Linked DNA regions of Mus musculus: all the other regions are linked to region 2. A link is a contact called in public Hi-C data. All regions are on one chromosome and are shown on one strand. Each heading gives the region's core, a stretch centred on a gene start, on an enhancer-like site or on the middle of the called end of the contact. The rest is flanking DNA. Distances are from core to core; before and after follow the strand shown.

What was found. A called contact is a pair of places that touch in the nucleus more often than the background predicts.
Region 1: a Hi-C map of olfactory sensory neurons shows a contact between it and region 2, with 2.1 times the contacts expected there. The contact joins the enhancer-like site here to the promoter of Rnf152 in region 2. A contact is called at or near these places in 1 of 39 promoter capture datasets (liver), 7 of 484 Hi-C or Micro-C datasets (Sertoli cells, cerebellum, embryonic stem cells and 3 more), 1 of 115 datasets of contacts at active chromatin or transcription factors (embryonic stem cells) and 3 of 9 other capture datasets (adipose tissue, liver and pancreatic islet).
Region 3: a contact with region 2 is called in a Hi-C map of olfactory sensory neurons, with 3 times the contacts expected there. The contact joins the enhancer-like site here to the promoter of Rnf152 in region 2. A contact is called at or near these places in 2 of 39 promoter capture datasets (liver and neural stem cells), 3 of 484 Hi-C or Micro-C datasets (embryonic stem cells, nephron progenitors and olfactory sensory neurons) and 3 of 9 other capture datasets (adipose tissue, liver and pancreatic islet).

Annotation. Positions count from the first base shown.
Region 1 is chr1:105,285,103-105,288,530 of GRCm38.p6, forward strand. All of the region lies in intron 2 of Rnf152 (ring finger protein 152), which reads right to left. Among named protein-coding and RNA genes, the nearest start is that of Gm17634, 69 kb to the right of the region's middle. Within about 2 kb of position 1,964, at least 6 of the 459 cell types and tissues checked have an H3K27ac peak or open chromatin away from gene starts, as enhancers often do. A contact at or near this core is called in Sertoli cells and olfactory sensory neurons, where this site is marked.
Region 2 is chr1:105,354,687-105,358,450 of GRCm38.p6, forward strand. It overlaps Rnf152 (ring finger protein 152), which reads right to left and starts at 2,024. Exons shown (of 3, transcript NM_178779.4): 1 at 1,657-2,024; 2 at 355-477. It overlaps Gm17634 (predicted gene, 17634), which reads left to right and starts at 1,321. Exons shown (of 2, transcript NR_151540.1): 1 at 1,321-2,219.
Region 3 is chr1:105,240,921-105,244,739 of GRCm38.p6, forward strand. No RefSeq gene overlaps it. Among named protein-coding and RNA genes, the nearest start is that of Gm17634, 110 kb to the right of the region's middle. Within about 2 kb of position 1,396, at least 6 of the 459 cell types and tissues checked have an H3K27ac peak or open chromatin away from gene starts, as enhancers often do. A contact at or near this core is called in olfactory sensory neurons, where this site is marked.

The DNA of each region.
Region 1 (3,428 bases), core at 714-3,213, 70 kb before region 2:
CCTGTAACGCCCAGCAGGAAACCACATACCATGTCTTGCCTTTACTTACCTCCCTGTAAGACTTCACAGCTAGATACAGGGAACTTGATAGAGCAGGTGCTTGTGTAAGAATTGCTTCCTTGTTTTATGACCACTCCTTTCTTTCATTGTGTCTTTAAGCTTTGTTATTTTGCAATGGCAGATAATACTACCGTGAATTTGCGAGGCACAATGTGATGTTTCAATACATGGTCACACTGTGTAACGAGTAAATCCCCATAATTAACACATCCCATCACCTCCACATTTATTGTTTCTTTTCTTTTTTTCCCCCAATGTTGGTGTATGCCTATGTATGTGCATGTGTGTATGTACATGTACGTGTACATGTACATGTAGGCCCAAGGCTACTGTCAGTTTTTCTCAGTTTCTCTCCAAACCATTTCATTGAGGCAGGGACTCTTCCATTGAAAACATGGCGTGCTCATCGGCCAGCCTAGCCAGCTTAGTTACCTGTCCCCTGTCTTTGCTCTCTGAGTGCTAGGTTTAAAGGAGGTAACCACAACTGGATGTTAGGGATGCAAACTCTGCTCCTCACGGCAGGAAGTTTATCTGTCAGTCTCATTTCTTTCTACATACGTGGATTTCCCAAAGGAAGGGGTTTCACTGTGACATTTCTAGGCAGGCAAACAGCGTGACTGAAATAACCCCACAGGCAGAAGCTCACAAGGTCCATCTTTTTATCTCTTCCTCCAAACACCTTTTGTAAGACAATTCTTATCAAATCATCTTAAAAGTGGCCAAAAGAACAAGAGACACCCACAACAAAAGCAGGGTAGGAGAGGGTCTGGAAGTACTGCAGGCCAACTCCACAGAAGAAACTCAGTCTGGTCTCTCATTTCATGATTACTTAGGCTTGCCTGCCTAAAGGTTAAACTTGGTGAGATTTTCAGTAGTAATGGGGAATGAACCCAGGGCTACACACATGCTAGAAAGGTGCTGTACAGCGAGTCCCAGATCCTAGCTCCTAAAAGCAAAAACCTCACTGATCACAATTATTAGTGAAGAACTAACAGGAAGACTGTATATTATATAGAGTATAAGTGTGCAGCCCTCCCTAGTATCAGGGGAGATACCTATTGAAATTGAAATGAGGTTCGAGGGCTGCCCTTTCTGCTCCCCAGGTTTTCAAGGAAGACTGCCCAGGTCTGCTTCCAGTCCGAAAGCAGCCATATTCTGCTTCTTTGCATGGAGTCATGACTCTGGAAAGAACTGTTTGCCGGAAAGTTTTATATTTCTAATATAATTTCCTTTGGGAAATAAAAAAGTCACCCTCTTAGATATATACGTTGTTAAAATAAAATTTTAGAATGCATGAAAAAGAACCTACTTTGCAGAAAGAGATGCCTGGGGTGCAAACGTGGTATGGAGGCCTGGCAACCTCAGTTCAGATGGCAGAACCCATGAAAAGTCCCCAAAGCTGCTGCTGGCACCCCACATCTGTAATACCAGCATTCTAAAGTATAGTGAGACCAGAGGCAGCGACATCACTGGCCAGAAACATGAGGCCAGCTAGCACACAGCACAGTAGTGAAAACAAGAGAGACCAAGACAGGAGAAGCCTCGTGAAGGTTATGCATAATAGACATACAGTACAAAAATTAATCACTGATAAAGTCAATTAGAAGAGAAACATACTTGTGCTTTAAAAGCACCTATTTTGACATGTTACTAAAATTAAAATTAACAATACAACATTCCAAAAGTCCATATCAGAACCAACAACATCTCTAGTCATAGGGATCTATCATGTATCAAGGTGAATCTGAGTCCAGCACTGTGCAAATATACATATATGTTTGAGCACATCCCTTCATGTGCGTTCACATGCATGTGGGAGTCACAGGAAACCCCCAGGGTCATTCTTCAGTCACCTCCCACTTTTTGTTTTGAGACTCCGTCTCTTATCGGCCTGGAATTTCACCAACAGTCTAGACATGGCTGGCTAGTGAACCCTCCTACCTTCACCGCCCATGGGCCAGTCACTAGGATTACAAGTGCATGTCACTGTGCCTGGGGTTTTAGATCTATCTTTGTAGCTAAGACATGGTGTCTGTCTACAGAGAGTCCCAAATTAGAGCTGGGAGCTGTAACTACATAAGCTTTGTTACACCGTGTCAGAAAAGCTGGAGGAGTCAAGGATGTCTAGGGAAAAATCTGACCTCTAGAGAGTTCAGATGCATGCAGAGTAAGAGACTAGGCAGGCTGTTGTCAGGTTAGGAAAACAGCATGAGCGAAGAAAATGACAGCATCCATGACCTAGTGATTCCTCCACCTCCCACATTAGAGAGCTTGATCTAGCACTGGGGTGACTACAGCTTTACCCTTCTCTTATGCTCGGTATTTGGCATAGTCACCTTCGAAGGAAAGAAACTCCAGTACAGCACTAGATGTTTCCCTAGCATGTGGTGAGTCCCCGATTCAATGCCTAGGATCATCAACAGATAAATTAAGGGCTGAGGAAATAGTGCAGTGAGAGAGTGAAGTCCCAGGTTATCTCCAGTATAGCAAAGACAAAATAAATAAAGTATTTCTCATAACACCTATGCTCTGAGCTCTCTTCCAGGTCCAGGAGAGCAGACTCCCCAGGGAAGGAAGACAGTATAGGCAATGGACTGAGGACTGTGGCCAGCAGCACGTGCCAGGCATGGGGCTTTACAGCAGCCAATAGAAAAACAACAATTTTAAGAGTAAGACTGATCCGTCTGGGTCAGATGAGGAAGACGTGTGAATAGACTGTTAGGTTAGACAGAGAGGAGCCATGGCTTCAGTAAACAAGGTATCTATGCAATGTGCTAAGAGGTTTTTAATGGACATTGACACAACAAAGCACACCCCTCCTCTGAAAAGGAATAAGGGGTAGTTTATTCTGGAATAAGTTTGAGTGACCATAGCCTGGGAACACAGATTTAGGTTACCCCAAATTCCATTATTTCAGTGTGGAAAGAGTTTTACAGTTTCATGGAACAAAGAAATGGAGGCAAGTTTAAAATATATTGAGGGACACATCAGAGAAGTGGGTACAGCAGACCGACCACTCCTTTGCTCTAACCCACAAGCTAAGAATGTCACAAATGGCATCTTAGACCCATAGAAAAGCTCCCCTTATCTTGCTGTAACTGCTTCTCTATCATTAGATAGTCACAGGATGTTAGTTCTGACACAGAGGTGGGAAAGGAATGGTTGTTTCAGGGCTGCAACTAACTTAAGGTGAGGTTATTAGTCTCTGGATGACCTGTAACGTTCCAACTCTCCACAACACTATAGTTCTAATTTGTTAATCAGATTTTGCAGCGCTTTCTTTCCATTCCTCCCCACCCCCCTCATCCTTGTGAATCACCCCTCTCCCCCCAAAAAATAAAACGCAAGTCCAATTTGTGTTACCCATA
Region 2 (3,764 bases), core at 774-3,273:
CTCCACTTTACACAAAACACTGTCTTATCCAAACCCATATTTATGTACAACTGTCTGTGTACTGACAGCATCAAAATTCACACCATCCAGTGGAACTAATACAGGTCCAATATAAGTGGCTCCCAGTGACCTCTCCAAAAGGAAAGGATGAAGTCATTTGCAATGTTGGTGGAACAAGACATTCGAGTGAAGTCCCAAAGGTAGGACAGACTTTTTTTGCTTGCTTGGGTGGCCCCTACTCCCTCACAAATACAAATGCTGTGAAAGCAGAAACACCCAGGCAGCCCTGTGTCAGCGCTGTGGGCCCAAATGACCCAGAGACACCCAGGCAGTTACCCAGATCATTGGGGTTACCTGAATCTGTCACGCGTCCCTTTCACCCCCTTCTGCGTGTTGACATCAAGTGGAAACAGTAAGCGTTTGGGAGACAAGAGGCTGACAAGCAGGAAGCGCGATTGAGACCCAGCTTTGTTCAGCCTGCAGTGAAATACATGCAGTAATAGTTAGATACTCCCAGCACAGACAGAAATCCAAGCACCCTCCGAGACCACTGGAACACGAGTAGGCGTCCCGAGAGGATGAGAATGGGGGGTAGAAGACTGGTAAAACAGGGAAGGGTCATTAAGGCTCTCCTGGATAAATAATCACCTCCTGGCTCCTCTGCAGTCTACGCCCCCCCTGCCGCGCCCCCAAGTTATCCCGCGGTAAAGCGGCTACCATCAACCGTAATGCCTCAGAAATATAGGAGTCAGGATGGAGAATACCATCATCTTTTTAAGGCAAAATGCTAGCAAAATACACGAGTTAAGCCCACACAGCTAGCAATGCGGGGCATGTAGTCGCCTGCCCAGACAAACACACACACACACACACACACACACACACACACACAATCAGGGATGCATCTGAGAGTATCCTTTCGTTGCCTGGCCACCACCTCAAGTCACTGTCTCTGTTTTGTCAATTACCCTACTGTTTCCAAATCTATGCAGCACTCCCCCACCACACCCCCACGGTAGGCGGGATCCCAAACCAACACTGTGGAGAAGCTCCCCACAAGTCCTGCCGGCTTTGTCCTGCTGCTGTCCTTCCAGAAGCAAGCGCCCCAGGCCCGTGGGTCCGCACAAAAGACCCCCAGAATCTGGCCCTCCATTCGGCCCCCTTTTCCAATAATGGCTTGGGGGCAACTTCTAGCTAGGAATCGGGAGTAGGAAGGCAGGACAGGACTGGAGGGGACGACCCAGGGCTTGAGAATGCTGGGGGGGGGGGGGGGGCACGGCAGGGATGTGCGCGCACCTCAAGGGCGCGTGCGGCGCGTGCATGAGGCGAGCTCCCGGGACCAGAGCTCCAGGGGGCATCCCAGGACTCCGAGGAACCAGAGTCAGCTGCCATGACCCCATCGCGCTCCCAACTCAAAGCAAAGCCCGAGGAAAACCCAACTCCCGGGACCACCTCCTCGAGAGACGCCTCTCCAGCTCCGCACTCCTTTAACCAAACAAACCACCCCAATCATAGTCCAGGAAGAACCTCCAGTTATATCTCAGGCTACCGTTGCCCTTTCCCGCTTTCTCCTAGGCACAGCCTTCCACGCGAGTCCCCTCTGCACCCGGGACCTGGGAGCACACTGAACAGGAAAACAAACCGAAACTCACTGACCTCTCTCAGCAGCAGGCTCGGCTCTGTTACGCCGCCGGCGGCTGCAGCAACGTCGGAAGCATCCCGGGGGTCCGCACTGCCCGCTGCGCTCTGCTAGACGAGCGCTGAGGGCCGGCTGCTGCCTGCTCCTCCCGCCGCAGGTTGCGGGGCAGCGCGGGCAGAGTGGCGGCAGCGCCTCCCGCAGCCCAGCCCTGCTCGTCTCTCCTTTGGCTTCAGGCGGCGCCCTCCACCTGCCCGGCTGTCCTCCGCCTCCACGATCGGACACCCGCCGCCAGGCACCGGACACTGAGCGGAAGCTTTTGGTGTCACCCCCAGAGACCCAAGCACTGAAGGGAGCGGGAGGCTGAGTGAGCTCTGCTCCGCGGACCGCCCCTCCCCGGCGGCTCCACCCCCTCCCGCACTCCACCCGGCAGCTTGGCCGGCACGTCCGACTGTCTGTCTGTCGGTCGGTCCCCAGTGGCCAACCTCTTGGTGTGGGTGGGGAAGCAGGGACGCGCCCTCTACCCACCGTAGACCAGCGAGCACCTGGACCGAGCACGGAAGGAGGACCTGAACGGTATCAGGTGTGACCTAGAGGCCGAGCACCACAGGCTAGAACGACTGGGACTGGCCAAGGTGGTGACCCAGCTGCGGCTCTGGACTCAAGACCACAGGGGAGAGGGAGGAGTCTAGGCTATTGCCTTTCCCCTGGGTTCTTTTTGGCTGCCCCTGAAAGTTCACTAACCCAACAAGGGCAGGAACCTGTCAGCATGGAACGGGATATGCTCCCAAAGAGCCCCACAGGGACACCTCACACCTCAACCTCCTGTGTAAAGGAAGCTCACAGGAGAGGTGAACAGGAAGGAGCCTAGAGGGTCTACTAAGTTTACCCTATTGCCCACCTTAAAACCCAACTTCAGGCTCAGAGGTAAAGTGCTTGCTTGCCTAGGGTGCATGAATCTGGATTTATCCTCTGTACTCCTAAACAGAAACAAAGCCCTTACCTTTGGGATATGCTTTTAATGTCATGTAACCCCAGGAGAATCTAAAGATAAGGTCTCTTCCTGCTTTTTCACTTAACATATAGTGGAGAAAAGGGGAGATAGGTGTCCCCTGCTGGTCTGGGGCACCATGCCTGAGTTCTGGGGCCTTTTGGGATCCATTCTATTAAGAAACTGAAAACTGACCTGAGTTATGTCTCCTCATCTCTGTGGTTCAGCTAAAGGAGCTCTGTTAATGCACAGAGCAAATGGCTTCTTCTAGACTTCAGGTACTGGGCTCCCTTCATGGGTCCTATGTTCCTTCTTACACAGCAGTGGTTCTCAACCTTCCTAATACCGTGACCCTTTAACACAGTTGCTCATGTTATGGTGACCCCCCCAGCCATAAAATTGTTTTTGTTGCTAACTTCATATAGCAACATTAGCTACTGTTACAAATCAGAATGCAACTATCTGTGTTTTCCAATGGTCTTTTGTGACCCCTGAAGGGGTTGTGACCCACAGGTTGAGAACTGCTGTTGTTCCAGAAGTCCTGAGACCCATGATGGCTCTGTATGAGCTAATGAATCCGTGTTGGCAGCTGGTCCTACTTGCTTTGTCCCACGTGTACAACTTGTGAATTGGTGTTCCAATCAGGCTATTAACACATCGGGAGGCGGGGGCGCGGGGGGGGGGGCGGGGGGGGGACCTGCATCCGGGAGACCCACAAAGCTTGCAGTCTCTGGATCCCAGTAGGAGCTCTGCTTCCTCCAGTCACCAGGCAGACTCTTGCTCCATTGTTCCCTTATCACCTCTACAGCACCCACAGAGGCTCTGCATGCATGTCTTAGGAACCTAAGGTTACTTTGCAAGAATATCTTTAACTTCACCATCAATGTGGGGGTGGGATTAGCCCAGTGGAGGTTGTACAGACCTCCTGCAGAGGCAGAAGGATCTCTGTAAGTTCGAGGCCAGCTTGATCTACAGAGCAAGTTCTAGACAATCAGGGCTACATAGAAAAACCCTGTCTCAAAAAAATAATTTTTTTTAATAAAAAAATTAAAAAGGCCTTTTGGAGGCAGAGTCTCATACATGTAGCCTAGGCTAAGCTGGAATTTATCAGGCAGCACAGACCATTCTGGTACTCCT
Region 3 (3,819 bases), core at 146-2,645, 110 kb before region 2:
AACTCAGACAAAGCTTTGTTTATAGACGTTTGACTTTCTAGAACTAAATAAGTTTTTGTTGTTTTTAAGCCACTCTGTGTGCTTTCTTACAGAAACTCCCAGAAATAAATACAATGGTTCATCCTTAGATGGAGCAGAAATAGTAGCCAAAAGACAGGCTGTCAACAGAGCCTTCACAGAGTAACAACCTAACCAACCTTGGGCATCACAGATTTTTCTGGACCTTCATGTCATCTTTTCTAGGGTGACCTCTCTGCTTTAGTCACCAAAGGAAAGAAAGAAGCTTAGACTTCACTGTAATCATATTTATTTAGAGCTACTTGGCTGGACTGTATTAAGAAGAGATCATTGTGTGTGAAGTACAGACTCTTCCTAAGGAGTCGCCGTCCTTTGCCTTATTTGTCACAGCAGCCCCTTGTAACCAGTAGCACAATGCATTCCCCTGAGGGGCATAAAAATGCCACAGACCAGAGAAGTCAGATCAGAACTAGGCCATGAGACCAAGGCTACGCAGATAAAATTCAAACCCGTACCGACTAACCCAATGTTTGCTGTATGTGATGGTTATTGTCAATTGCCAATTTAACAAAATCTAGAATCATCAAGGAGACAACCTTCTGTGAGGTTAGGGTAATTCATTGATTGGGGTAATTAACAAGTGATAACCAACTCTTATTTTGTGAGTGGTACCATCCCATGGGCAAGGTCTCAGACTCAGTAAAAAGAAGAAAGAGCTCAGTGCCAGCATTTATTTCTTTCTTCTTTTTAACTACAGCTGCCTCATATCCCTGCTGCCACATCTTCCATGCCAGGATGGGCAGAACTCTAAACTGTGAGTCTGGTATTCTGTCACAGCAACAGTAAAGTTACTAATGTCCTATGATATTCTCTGGAGGAGCCACAGTTCAGGGCTCAAAGAGTCAAATTGAACCCTTAAGACAAAGCATGTATCTTCAAAGAATCCCTTGAACCTCGGGGGATATGAGATATTCCCCACCTCTTCTGGAGACAGGGTCTCAGAGAACATCCTATGCAGGCCTCTCTAACTTGCTATGTAGCTAAACATTGCCTTGAATTTCTCATCCTCTTGCCTATAGTTCTAATGTGCTGGGATTCCAGATGTTTGTCACCACACCTGATTGTGTGGTCCTGGGGATTAAACCCTAGGCTTTTTCAATACTGGGCAAGCACTCCAGCCACTGTGCTAGCCCCTATCCTTTCCTCATTAGAAACACTCAATCGGGGTGCTGTCTCTTCTCCTGATGAGAATCAAATCCTGCATTGCAAACACTGCTTGCCACACTTTCTTTTGTCCAAAACAACACTGCTTACTCCTTCTTTGGCCTCCCTTGGTGGAAGCTCCTGGGTCCTCAGCCTCCAGAGAGCAGTGTTATTGCTGTGATCCAAGGCTGCAGTTTATTCACCTGCCAGACAGTATGCTATTATAAACTTTCCCAAGAGTGCATGAGAGTTAATGTTTACAAAATGCTCCAAGAGACACTGGTAAAGATGTTAAAATGACATTAATAGAGGACATTCTGCAGGCCCCACGTCAGATGATAGATATGCATCTCTCTTGAGCAGTAGGTAGACTCTTTGCTTCAGATGAATTGAGCTCATTAATTAGGCTCCTACCAGCAGTTTATTGTGAAGGATGCTCCATTATTGCTGTAATTAGGACCATGAACCAAGTTTGACTGTCTTACTGCAATATACAGGAGAAGGGGCTTGTCTCCTTGAAGCCACCGTGCTCAGAGATGCTAAAGTCAAGGCCATAACCTTGCATAGATAGATAAACAGCTCAATTTCAAATCAGATGAGGAGATCCATTGATAACTCTAATGGAAGCACAATAGTGACTAATGCATTGCTTCATGGTGCTTCTTATTTCCAGACATTGACACCATCCACACCTATAATACCTCTATGCATCACATCAGTCTACAGCCAACAGAATAACACACACACACACACACACACACACACACACACACACACACAACCAAACTCAAGTTCTTTTATCTATCTGCTACCAAGAAGCTGCTGCATTATCCAGAGAACCTACAGTAAGTATTATCTTCAAAGAAATGCTCAAGTCACATCAAGGGAACATCAATAAATTCCAAATTCTGAGGCCCAGGCCTGGAATCAGAAATCCTCATTCCTTTAGTTTGAGATGGGTACCAGACATTATCAGTCTCTGTGCCTCTCTTTGTCTGTGTCTCTCCCTATATATCTCTGTGTGTCCCCCTCACCCCCTACACACACATTTCTTTCCTATTCCTTTTATAGCACAAATAGACAATGATTTTCCTTATAGAAGAATTAAACAGGAAATTTTTACCTTGTTACCACAACAAAATACCATATAGAAGCTTTGTTATAGGTAACCTGAGGGATATAAATGTGCAGGCAGTACTAAAAACTCAGCTTTAGTGCAACCATTTGACAACTCCCATATAGCTGGAATCTAACAGCCCTTTGTAAAGATGATTTCTGATTAAACTTCAGCTCAACATTTACACTTTCCTCAATACCTTTTCTTAATATAGCAGCCCATTTGAGCACGTGATTGGCATTAAGTCCCTGGCAGATGTCTGTGCTCACCGCTGCCACCGAGAACTGTGCCTGGAGACTGCATAATGAATGGTCTTATCAGTTATTACAGGTCTTGGCAGACTCGCTTCCTTGTTAGATTAAAGGGAATATAAATAGAGATAATTCGTGCAGTGACCATCTAGAGCTCTTTTGGAACAGTTGATAATTTTCTGAACTTAAGAAAAATTGCCATATTACTTCTGAAAAGGAAGCTATTTGAACATCTTCTAGCATTACTAATCAAGCAGGAAGGATAATTAAGTAAGAATAAAGGCAACAATCTATTTGACAAAGGATAGAAAAACTGAAAAAAGATTTTTCATACCTTAAAGGGGGCTATAATTTAATGGAGTCTTTACAGTTCTTAATCATTCACTTCCTCATTACACAAATATGTTAGGCACTTAACATGTGCATTCTAGGTACTTGGAATCAAGTAAGCCCAGGAGCTGTGGGGAGCTAACATCCTGACGGCATCAGAATATAGAGCCTTTCATTTGTTATCATCACTAACAAGCTTAAGAACAGTTCACTAGTTTTGGAAATGTGAAATATTATAACATCAAAACAGTATGTTATTAAGGACCCTCATCATATAAATACTAAGATTAAAAATAAAAGACCCAGCAGTGCCATGGAGAGAGAATTCTCTGGAACAACTGAGACCCACACTCCTGGGCGACTTCCGGTCTAGTCTAAGGAGGTTTACACCTCCGGTAGAAGAGTCGACCCTCAATGCCTGGGCTTGACTGAAGGCATCAGATGTATCCTGTTGAAGCTGGAAAGTCACCTGGGGAAAACGCACCGAAGAAACCCCTGTGTCTGCAGTATCAGCACCGACTCTTCAGATGGTCGAAGAACGGGGGACTTTCAGCAGCACTGAATGTGTTACCAGCAACTGCAAAGGCTTCTTCACAAAGGAAAGGACTGCAAGCAAGGATGCAAAGAGACCAAGCTTTGGTGTCTGCTTTTAAACAGCAAAAAAAAAAAAAAAAAAAAAAAAAAAAAAAAAAAGGAAAAAACGGCTCAGAAGAACTAGGACTTTTTTTTTTTTTTTAAACAAAGAAACAGTATCTTTTTTTTTTTTCCAAGGACAGACACTGGAGTACCAGAGAGTTTGAGGAGCTAAGATCATGTAGGGAGGTAGGCTGGGGTTTCTCCTGGCCTAAGTCATCTTCATTTATGATGCCTAGAAGAGAGATCATTTTAATTACATGCAGA